2 separate regions of the Canis lupus genome follow, and region 2 is linked to region 1. The links are chromatin contacts, called in public Hi-C maps. All regions are on one chromosome and are shown on one strand. The core of a region is the stretch at or near the end of the contact, and the rest is flanking DNA. Distances in the headings are between cores, read along the strand shown. Region 1 holds the start of CITED2 (cbp/p300-interacting transactivator 2). Region 2 has its middle 420 kb from the start of CITED2.

Region 1 (5,849 bases), core at 2,518-5,017:
GAAATTATTTATTTAGAACATAATTTTGAATAAGAAAGTGTCAATTATAGAGGTATAAAAAGCCCAGTGGAGTGTGCATCTTAATTTTAATGGCTTGCCTTGGAAATAGAATCATAGTGTAGGTGATCTGAATTATACTGAAATCAGCCTTTACGCCAGACTCACTGTAATTTAACACTTCTGTGTTTCCTTCTCTGATTTTTTTATTATGAAATATGGGATTTAAGATTAGAATCTAAGAGTCTAAATGAAATGCTCTTTTAAAGTATTAGTGTGATTTCCCTCAACCTCTATTTCTTTACTTCTCCAGTGGGTCAAATATAAAAGACTGAATTTTTTTCTTGAATGTAGATGTATTGCTCCTACAAGCTAAGCTAAGGAAAACATGAAAGGGAAAACAAAACTCCATCTTCAAACTGGGATAACTTGAGATGTTAACAATACTTTTTCTTTTACTTGATTATATAAGGCAAAACTCGACACCTACTTAGCCATAATTATGTCTTCTTGATAACACGTTTAGGTAAAATTAAAACAATCTTATCCCTATGTCCTTTGCACCCCTTTCCTGTAACAGAAAAGGCTCAGGAATTCTGGAAAATAGGGCATGCTTGAGAGGGAACATCTTGTGAAGACTGTAATTTGACCTTTGAATCAACCTCCCTGTGTAAATTTTAAATATTATAGAACAAAATAGAAAGCCTCAAGGTGGAATTCTGGCCCCCTCTTCCTCTTAGGACTATAAACCAGTCAGAAGCTATTTCAGAGATTAAGCTAGAAAATGTGTGCCTCTCCTTAGGACTTTTGCTGAGAAATAAAATTCGTCACTAGAGATAAAGGTAGATTTATGTCCAATGCCATCCTCATCAATCTCCCAGTATATTATTCCCGGTCTCCCTTCATTTGTGTAGTTGAATCAGGTATAACCAGAAACACTTGGTTTTCCCCCTCCCAGACTGTGAAAAAAATATATTTGGTGTTACAGACCTTTCTAACTCTGGAGTACACTCGAATATGATGGCAATTAAGAAAAAAAAAAATGCTCTTTGACAACTTTGCAGCTTCTGATTAAACCACACCAAGAGGCATGTTACAATGATAACAATGAAGCATTATGCCAATTATGTTAAATCCTGCTCTCCACTTAAGCTCATCATGACCTGTTTTAGTGTCCTGTAATTTATCCTTTGGAATGCTTACTCTCATCAATAAAGTGTTCAACTTAAAGAGGAGGAAAAAAAAAAAAAAAGCCACCAAAAGGAACAACCACCCCCCAAATGACTTCTAGAAAACAAGTATTTCTTAACTTTTTATTGACATTGGCAAATTAAAATAGAATAAATTAACAAGTATTTTTTCAAAAAAATGTTTTGTACAAAAATACTGTCAAAATTTCCTAAAAAGCTTTCAACACAGTAGTATCTTTTCATGTACTGAATATAACTATTAGCACAGTGTCAAAAATGTTGAAGACAGAAACAAAATAAAAATCTGTGAAATGTTTGCCACTGACGACATTCCACACCCTATTATTGTCTGTACATATGGGGGAGGGGGGACAGCCAACTTGAAAGTGAACAGTATGACTTTTCCTGATCCAGAACGGTTTGGCCCACATCTGTTTAATCTTCCAGTTTAGCATATTAAAAAAATTAGTCTGTACTCAAATGCATAGTTAAAAAAAATGAAGCGAGATGGCAGAGTTTGTGCAGTAATATCTGCCCTTCAAAGTTCATGCAACCAACTAATGCAATTTTTCCTCTCACTCGTAAATCTGAATGCAGTTCAGTCATTTGAAACCATCTACAAAATCCACAAGATTAAGCAGTTTGCCAAGATTAATATCTAACAGTTGAGCACTGGAGAAAGTGAGGAAATAAGGAGTAAACACAAACAACAAAAAAGACCAAGTTAGCTAGATTATTTCAACTACATAAGGGAGGTGAATGTCAAGGCTACAAAAACGAAACAAAAACAGAAAAAAAAAAAAAAAAAAGAGTGGCAGCAAATTTCTTTTAAACCAATTTGTACAAGTTTATAGTTTTACTTTGTCTCCAAGTTCTCAAACCTTTCAAGATCTGAAAAGCGAGATACTGTGTCTAAGGGAATGTTTTTTTAATTCACACCGAAGTTGGGGGTGGGGGCGGGGGTGTTTGATTTCTTCTGGCCGGGGTGGTTTCGAGCAAGTCAACAGCTTACTCTGCTGGGCTGCTGTTTGCACACGAAGTCCGTCATGAAATCAAACTCGTTCTGCCCCAGCCAGAGTTCGGGCAGCTCCTTGATGCGGTCCAAACCCATTTCTATCACTAAGGACATAAGCACTTCCTCGTCGATGAAATCAGTGTCTATGACATTGGGCGGCAGCATTGCAGCAGGGACGTGGGCCACGGAGGCGGGCATGTTGCCGCCGCTGCCGCCGCCGCTGCCGCCGCCGCCGTTGCCGCTGCCCGCGCCGCCGCCCGAGGTGCCGCCGGAGCCGCCCGGGGTGCTGCCGCAGCCGCCCGGGGTGCTGCCGCCGCCCGAGCCGCCGGGGGTGCTGCTGCCGCCGCTGTGCTTGGGGTTGCAATCTCGGAAGTGCTGGTTTGTCCCGTTCATCTGGTGGCCCGCAGCAGGGTGCAAATCCGGCATGTAGTGGTTGTGGGGGTAGGGGTGATGGTTGAAATACTGGTTGTTGAGCTTCTGCAGCTGCATGCTGGCCGGCAGGGAGCCTCCCTGGCTGGCCACCGGGGGGCCCATGAACTGGGAGTTGTTAAACCTGGCCGCGGGGGCCAGCGCGCTCGGGGGGTGCCCTCCGTTCACAGTCCCCGGCCCCATCGCGTGCCTGATGCCGCTCGTGGCGTTCATGCTGCCCGCGCCGTAGTGTATGTGCTCGCCCATCAGGGCGTTGAAGGCGTGCTGCGGCTGCTGCTGCTGGTGGTGATGGGGGCTCGGGAACTGCCCCATGCCCATGCGATGGGCAGGGTGGTGGTGCAGCCCGTTGGTGCCGTCGGGGAAGCGCCCGTGGTTCATGGCCATCATATGGTCTGCCATTTCCAGTCCTGGAAGCGAAAAGGGCAGGCGGTTAGCACCCGCGCCACACGTGCCGCCCACCACGGCGCACCCCGCTCTTCCGCGCCTCTGCCCCCCAGGCTGCCCGCACGCACGTCGGCTGCGCAACCCCTCGCCACTCGCTCTCCCCGGGATCCGGCCGGTAGCCTGTGCAGCCGGGCCCGCCGCGGCGGGGGACCTGCCACCCACCCCAGAGCCGGGCGCCGAACAAACAGCCCCTTCCCCGGCGCTCGGGCGGGCGGACCCGGGCCCACACCCCCCTCTGCTCCCCGAAGTCGCCTCATAAAGGAAGTGCCCCGTAGCCCCGCCGCGAACTTCAGGCATTAAATCAGCCCTCCTCATCCTGTTGTTGCACATCCTGTTGTTATTCCCCAGCTCCGCCTCGCGCTCTTCCTCCGGGCAAACCCAGCCCTCGGAGGACGGGGCTGGCAGGCGCCCCAGCCAGCGTCGCCCGCCGCGCTTACCTTCCGTCTTGGCGATTTCTGCTCCAAAGACCGAGGGCGGGATCGTCGGGTCCAGGACCGGCTCAGCAGCACATAGAGGGGGCCTTCCCGGTGTGCAGGGCGCTCGCTGTCGCGACGTCGGCACCGAGGTCCTGCAGCGGCCGCTGGGGCAGAATCGGAGCCGTTCCCTTTTATTTCCCCTCCGCTGCCCTCACAGCTCGGTAAGGCCGCCCGGCAGCTGCCAACAATGAGCTGTGTTTCTTAGGGCTTTGGCCACAGTTAATATAAGGGTTTCAGGAAGGGCGGAGCGAGAGCCTCCCGGGCGGGCGGCGGCAAAACGCGGACTGCGGAGCCCCGGGCACGCCGGACCGGGTGGGCGAGCCGCGTCCCCGCGGCCGGAGGCACGTGCGCAGAGGCTGCGGGCCCGGGCGCCGCCTCGCTGCCGCGGGGCTGTGCTTTCTTCCCGCCGCACGCACGGGGGGCCCCGCGCGGCTGTGCCCGGGGCAGGGAGGAAGTGCCCCTGGACGCCCCCCAGCCCCGGCGCAGCGCCTGCCCTGCGAGGAGCGAGGAGCGAGGACAACCGCACCGCTCCCCTCTGGTCGGATCCCCCGCCCCCAGCTCTCCCGCTCGGCTCTCCTAGCGATCTCAGGCGCCTTCTATGGGGAAAGGGGGGTTCGCTCAGCGCCCCATTCCTCCACAGTGCCCTTCTGCCTCCCCGGCTTTGCAACCCCCGCCCCCCCCCCCAAACACACGCACACACACACACACGCTCCCGGGTTGCAAAGAATGGCTGTGTTTTTCCGAGTGGGGTTTTAAATCCCCGGACACATAATGCCCCTTCCCCGAACGCACTTTCCCGGGCTGCGCCTTTGTGCTTTTACAGGGGCACTAGGTAAACCTGATCTAGATATTTCTGCGTGTATACGCGTTTCCCCCCCCCCCCCCCCCGCCCCACTCCTTTCAAGGACAGGAGCTGGGGGCGGGGAGCGGCAGCGGCTGCAGGTGGACGGAGCGCGTTCGCGGGCCCGGCCGCCTCGGCTCCCGCGCCGGGGAGTCCGGTCCGCGCTTTCGGGCCCGCTCGCCGCTCCCGGGGTACGTGTGCTTCTGCTAAGTTTGCGTTTGCAGCTCTTGGTAGCTTTGGCATCCGAGCTGAGGCGTCTCTGCTCTGTAAACAAACTCAGCGATCCTCGTCCCCAGATCCACCTTTTTGCACATACACAGTTTCTTGCTTCTGCTGTTGCCCTTGATCCGGGGGGTGGGGGTGTGTGCAAACTTGCACAGCCTCCCTCCGGGCTCTGCCTGACGATTTGGGGTTGATTTAGAAGCGAACGGGTTTGTAATTAAGAAATTCGAGGGCTGAGTAAAGCTGCTGTTGCTGGAAAAGGAAAACAAATAGATAACATGGTAATCGCTTTGTAAATAAAGTCGTTCTGGAGGTGGGCACGTAGCTGCACGTCCCGTATGGCACCGCGCGCGCACACACTGCTGGGACTCTTCCCTTTTCAGGGAAATTGTTCAGCGGGGCAATAGGCGATAATCGTAACCTTGCTTCCCAGGACGCGGCACAAGTAGCCCGGGCGTCCATTTGGCTCATTGACTTGCAAATAAAACCCCTTACGCCGGTCTGGGCTCCTACCCGGTCGGAGCTCTCCTGCTTTCTCACTTGGGGAAGCCGAGCTGTTTCCCCAACACCGTGGTGACGCTGCTCCGAGCTTTTATATTGCTCTTTATGTGGCAAAAGCGAGTTTAGCGCTCCGAATAAGGACTTCTGTTCAGAGTTGTTTCTTCATAACTCGATAGCCATTGAGGACTTCCTGCTGCGAAGAGCCAGTCCCCCGCCCTCCACTCCTCCTTTTCTCCCTTCGTGCTCACAAGACTTTTTTTAGGCCCTATTTTTTGAGGCTTGGAAATTCTGATACATTTACCCTTGCAGGAATTTTGCAAAAGAGAGCGAATCCTGATTACGTTAACCTCTTGCCCCTCTGTCTTCCTCTAGTTAGATTATATAGAGATATATGCCTAATATGCAAATATACTTTATTTAATAGATCTATATTTAAACATTGTTAATGTCTTCCTCTCTTTCTTTTTCCCAGCTCTTCAGCATTTATAACTGTGGGTGCAATTATTTCTTTTGTTATGTGTGTGTGTGCAGTAATTTTTAAACCTCAAAAATATTTACTTTTTGGAGACTCGTGCACAGGACACATTGCATTGTTGGTTGCAGTAATCCCCTCCTCTCCTGTCCACCCACCACTTTTACCTGTAGGTCAGGGACTTGAAGTTACAGAATCAGAGCCTGGGAATAAACTTCAAAGTGCCACTGCCTATCAAAAAATAAGCTCCAAAATACTGGTC
Region 2 (5,167 bases), core at 537-3,036, 420 kb after region 1:
AAAAAAACTTTTCTTCACACCACTGGACAAATTACCTCAGGATAAATTGAAGCCTGTTTACGGTCCAGCAGTTTTATGTAATCAATTTTTTTAAACCTGGTTTCAAACTGGAACACTTCAATAATATCAGAAATCTGAGTAGTGCCAGGAACTGTCCTTCTCCCAGATGGCGTGGGCAAAACTGAACGTTTCGGTCCAAGTTCAGGCTTTGCCTTTTCCCCACAGCGTGGCCTTGAACAGGTCACAAATAACTCTCAATACCAATGCCTTCCTTGGGGAGATTGATACCCCCTCAGTCCGTTTGATCTGTGAATGTTGATGACACAATGTGGGCAGGCTGTTAAATTCTAAAATGTTAACAAACGTCGAATTATGATTTTGGTGATTCTTGTTCTCTTCTCCCTAAATTGGTTAACAGTCTCCGGGATGAGCAATCCTCTTTGTAAGCTTGATTGTATCGACAATAGCTGGATGATGGGAAAAGGAGGACAAAGGGGGGCTGTCAAATGAGACAAAGGAGACAGTGAGGGCACAGGAAGAAAGACTGGCATATGGTGAGGTGGGGGAAGGGCAAGGCACTGAAGATACTGGTCAGAGGAAGAAATACACACACACACACACACACACACACACACAATCCAGCATGCTGCTGTAGAAGAAGCTCTTACATATAAAAAAGATGGATAGTAGGGTTGAAATGTCCCAGAATGATCTCTTTTCTTTTTCTTTTCTTTTCTTTTCTTTTCTTTTCTTTTCTTTTCTTTTCTTTTCTTTTCTTTTCTTCTTTCTTTCTTCTTTTTTCTTTTCTTCTCTTCTTTCTTTTATTTTCTTTACATTTCTTTCTTTCTTTCTTCTTTCTTTCTTTTTTTTTTTTTTTTGTAAATGTTGTCTTGTAAAATCAACTGTCAATTCCAATCAACAGCTGCAACCATGACTGTTTAAATAAATGTAATCTCTGTCTCATTTTGTGGGTGAAAAGAGGCCTTGAATGACATCTTTTAGGTTTGTTCTCAGGCCTTTATGTGTAATTACCCATTAAATAGATTAGTCCTCGTGTCTACCAAATGCAGGGTTCTGGCTTCCTGGGTGTGGCAGCAGTTTCTGGAAACACCTTCCAGGTGATATGATTAATATATTTCTCAGCCTCCAGGTGTGGTCCTGGGGTTTTTGGAGCTTCTGGTTATAATGCAGATTCCTGAGACCTTCTTCAAATTGCCCACATCAACGTCAGTTTTCCTAAGCCTGGCAATTTGCATGCTGAACAAGATTTTCTTAGGTGGTTGCCGCCCCCATACCAGGGTGACAGCCCCTTATGGGGTCATTGTGGCACCAGCTGCAGGGTCCTGGCAGCAGGTCGGCCTCAGCAGGAGGAGCTCCAGGCTGGCTGGGATGCTCAGGGCTCTCTAGCCCTGGTCCCAGAGGCTTTTCCCTGGAGGAAAGGTAGAGGCTCCTCAGTGCCTCATCCTCCTTCAGTCTTTTCCAAATTAGAAGCTTAGAGATACTTCAGGGGCAGTGTCCTCCCTAGTTTCTTTGCCTTTTATTTCCCATCTTGAATCTCACTCAGGCCTCTCGGTTTCAGCTTGCTGGCTTAGTTTTGGTTACGGTTGGTGGGTCACAGAAAACACGAGGCATTTTTATCTTCAACTTTTGGTGTGCTCGAGGACTATTATCTGTGTATTTGGGCTGAAGGAATCTCTTTTCATGATTTGGGAAAAATGCAGGAGAGAAAGAGAACTTGATATTTAGCACAGGGGCTACTGTCATGCATCAATCTACATCAAAAGAACCGGTGGCTTCCGGCCCGCCTCTGCTCACTGTCTGAAGCCTTCACAAGCCTCAGACCACGCTCAGCCGAAGGAAATGTGCAGAAGAGTATTTTTCACAGGAATTAACTCTTGCAGCTAAACAAGCACATCAGATTGCATTAGATTCCTTACCTCATAAAAGGCCATGTTGTGTTTTCTTCATCCACACTGGCGTTCTGTTTTGTTATAACTTTGCAAATTCAATGAATGTTTTGCAGGTGAGGGGGAGAAAAATAAAAACCCATGGACTCTTTATTGCCTTACTAAAAAAAAAAAAATCTGTGGAGCAAGAAAGAATGTGACTGAATTTTTATTTATGGTCAATAAGCCCAGATGAATATGTGGTAAACGTTACTGAGACCATCACAAAGCAAATCACCATGTCACAAGAAATATTATTAAATTCTATAATTTCCTTTTCTGAAAATAGTTTCTCTGTATGGAGTTGGAGAAAGAAAATTACATTCAGTATTCACCTTGCTGAGTGTGGTGGCTGATATCCTATAAATAGCAGATCTGTGACCTCATTCCTGTTCTCTCCCTGGCTTAGCTCTTTCCAGTTTCAAGTTGAATAGAAAATTGTCAATCATCTGGTGAATCTGGGCATATAGGCCAGCTTCTGAGAAGAATTCTGGCCCGGTCCTCATTTTTCCAGAGTCAGTCAGGTACTGCACGTCCATTTGAGTGAAGCCATTCGCAGTCTGTGTCTGTTGCTTTTTGCCGACACTGCACAGGTAATTGTGGTTGTGTGGAAATGGCCTTTCCTGACCTTGGAAAACTGCTTAACCTTTCAGAGCCTCAGGTTATCCATCTGTAAAGCGAATATTGTAGCTGCCTCTCCCTCATTTCAATGGAATGCTTTGAGAATTGATTAGATAGTGTGCATAAAGCAAGTTGACCTCCTCAAGAAGGAATACAATGTATGATTTTATTTCTGGTCTCCAAGCTCTTAGGCCAGGCCTCTCCAGTACAACGTGGTCATTATCTGTGCTTTTGGACTGCCTGGAGAGGAAATTCACACCATTCAGGGCAAAACAATCCACTCCAGTTTCTAAATGGTGGGGATTGTCTATCTATGGAGCACAAATTCAACAGATGGTTGCCAACCTTCCACTTGATTTTGTGGCTCTTTAAACTGTGTTCATTAAAACTTCAACTTGCAGGCAGCTTTGTAGAGACTTGAAGGGATATATGAATGACAGTTTGTGATATAACGGGTCCAGCCCGGTCTTATGTCTCTGGTTCTTAGAAGCAGTGGTTAAATTAACATGTAAACTAACAAACAGGATCACTATCAATAATTAGAAGGGCTTGCTTCCCACATGTTTCTGAATCTCCTACTAAGGACAACATTTTCGAACTTAACTAATAAGTATGTTTTGCAGAATTTGAGCACAACCATGTTTCATGTTGAATTTCAAGTTCCCTTTTTTCAGAAGAAGGAACACAAATGCATACCAAGGTTTTGGGGAAACAGAGACTAAATCTGTTTCTGTTTTTGTTTTACCATTTTTATAGAGATGTATAATGCCATGGTACTTTTTATTTAAAAGCTGGCATGATTTATTTATTCTTTCTTTCTGTCTTTTTTTCTGTGGGCATGCAGGCATACATGTACTCAGTATTTAGCTTGTGAAGTTTTCATTTATTTAGAAAATGCCTTGCTTTACTGAACATTTTGACTATTTCCTTGGACCGTTTTGTTGCAAGAAATAAATGTGTTCTTTAAATGATTTATTTCTTTTTCTATCAACTTGGGAACCAACATAAAATTGACATTCTCAGAAAACAAAAGTGCTGCAGAACTTGAAAACATTTACTCTGAAATAAAAACTTGTGTTTACTTTAGAGCTCAGTTTCTGTTGAAAAACAAACATCACAGACCCTCTGGAAAAAGAAGAGAAGCCCCCTGCTGACACATTTTCTCATTGACTGGTGATGTTGTCTTGGCAGAGGAGCTTCAGAAATGGCGATCAGGGAATAAACCAGTCAGATTTTATTCCATAAAATACCGTTTATTTACTTTCTTTAAAGATTGTATTTATTTATTTGTGTGTGAGAGAGAAAGTGAGAGAGAGAGAGAGTATGAACAGAGGTAGGGGCAGAGGGAGAAGCAGACTCCCCTGAGTGGGAAACCTGATGTGGGGCTCCATCCTGAGACTCCAAGACTCTGGGATCACGATGACCTGAGCCGAAGGCAGACGCTTAGCTGACTGAGCCACCCAGGCTCTCCTAAAATACCTTTTAAAAAAGAAAATTCTTGTTGAAATTCAAGGAATCGCATTTGAAACTTGTGAAACATAGTTATGTAAGTTTGGTCTTTGAAAAACAAAGAAAATGGGCCTGTGCCTTGTTCTCATTCCTATGACATCAATCCAATTTGAAGGACACAAGGCCACACTACAATGTGTGGTGTTATGTGTTGAGAGATACACATAAGTAGGAGTATGGCTTCTTTATTTTCTAGTGGATCGTATGAGCCTAGTATGCCTGATCTAAGAACTATATACTGAACTCTATGTGCACCAAGATGGAAGTGTAAGAGTAAGCATAAAAAGGCTTATGAAACATTGACAGTGGGCCTGGCACGGTGTTTTCCAAGTATTAACTCAATTGATCCTCAGGTTGGCTTTATGAGAGTCTTCACTATACAGATGAGAAATGATACAGAGTAGTTAGGTCAACACCCAAAGATCACATAGCCAGAGAAGAGTAGAACTGGGATTTGAACCTAAGTAGTCTGATTCCAGAGTTTATCTCTTGTTAAGTCTATGGTAATTCTCTTTATATATTAAAATAATAATAATGATATTAATAAGTCCTCAACACATTGGTAACATTGTACAAAGATAATTTTTCTGATTTGTCACATTGTTTTCATTTTTTAATCTCTACTTTCAAACATTTTTAAACTTTATTTAGGTTTTCATTTCTCTAATGGGTTCTTTTGTTTTACTAAGACTTTTGAGCCTATATATGATCCAGCTTAACTCTGTTCATGAGCACTTTCTTTTTGGTTGCTGTGGGAGTTTATAAAATTGCTTCAAGCAGGTATAAATCTCTTTTCCACTTAGTCTTAACTTTCTTTTGCCATGAATAAAAATATATGTTTTAAAAACTATTTTTAAAGTATAATTTCGACTACTTATAATCACATCTGTGTTTTCCTCTCAAAAGTAGAATTTCTCAAGATTTTTTTGGGAGAAATAGTGAATGCTGGTTTTTTTTCATGTGGATGTTCCATCTTCACCATTCCCTCCCCATACGAGGGTATTGTGTGCACTTATTTATTTTTTTACTCCTCGATTCATACATTAGCAGAATTGTTTATGATATTAAAAGGAAGTCACTTAAAAGCTTCC

Evidence for each region. Hi-C and Micro-C count contacts between places; a contact is called where the count stands out from the background.
Region 2: a Hi-C map of blood shows a contact between it and region 1, with 4 times the contacts expected there. The contact joins the enhancer-like site here to the promoter of CITED2 in region 1. A contact is called at or near these places in 3 of 9 Hi-C or Micro-C datasets (amygdala and blood).

The regions. Positions count from the first base shown.
Region 1 is chr1:31,752,447-31,758,295 of UU_Cfam_GSD_1.0, forward strand. CITED2 (cbp/p300-interacting transactivator 2) reads right to left here and starts at 3,768. Exons shown (of 2, transcript XM_038525583.1): 1 at 3,513-3,768; 2 at 1,297-3,038. The coding sequence starts at 3,030. The coding sequence ends at 2,188.
Region 2 is chr1:32,177,260-32,182,426 of UU_Cfam_GSD_1.0, forward strand. No RefSeq gene overlaps it. Among named protein-coding and RNA genes, the nearest start is that of CITED2, 420 kb to the left of the region's middle. Within about 2 kb of position 1,787, at least 1 of the 20 cell types and tissues checked has an H3K27ac peak or open chromatin away from gene starts, as enhancers often do. A contact at or near this core is called in blood, where this site is marked.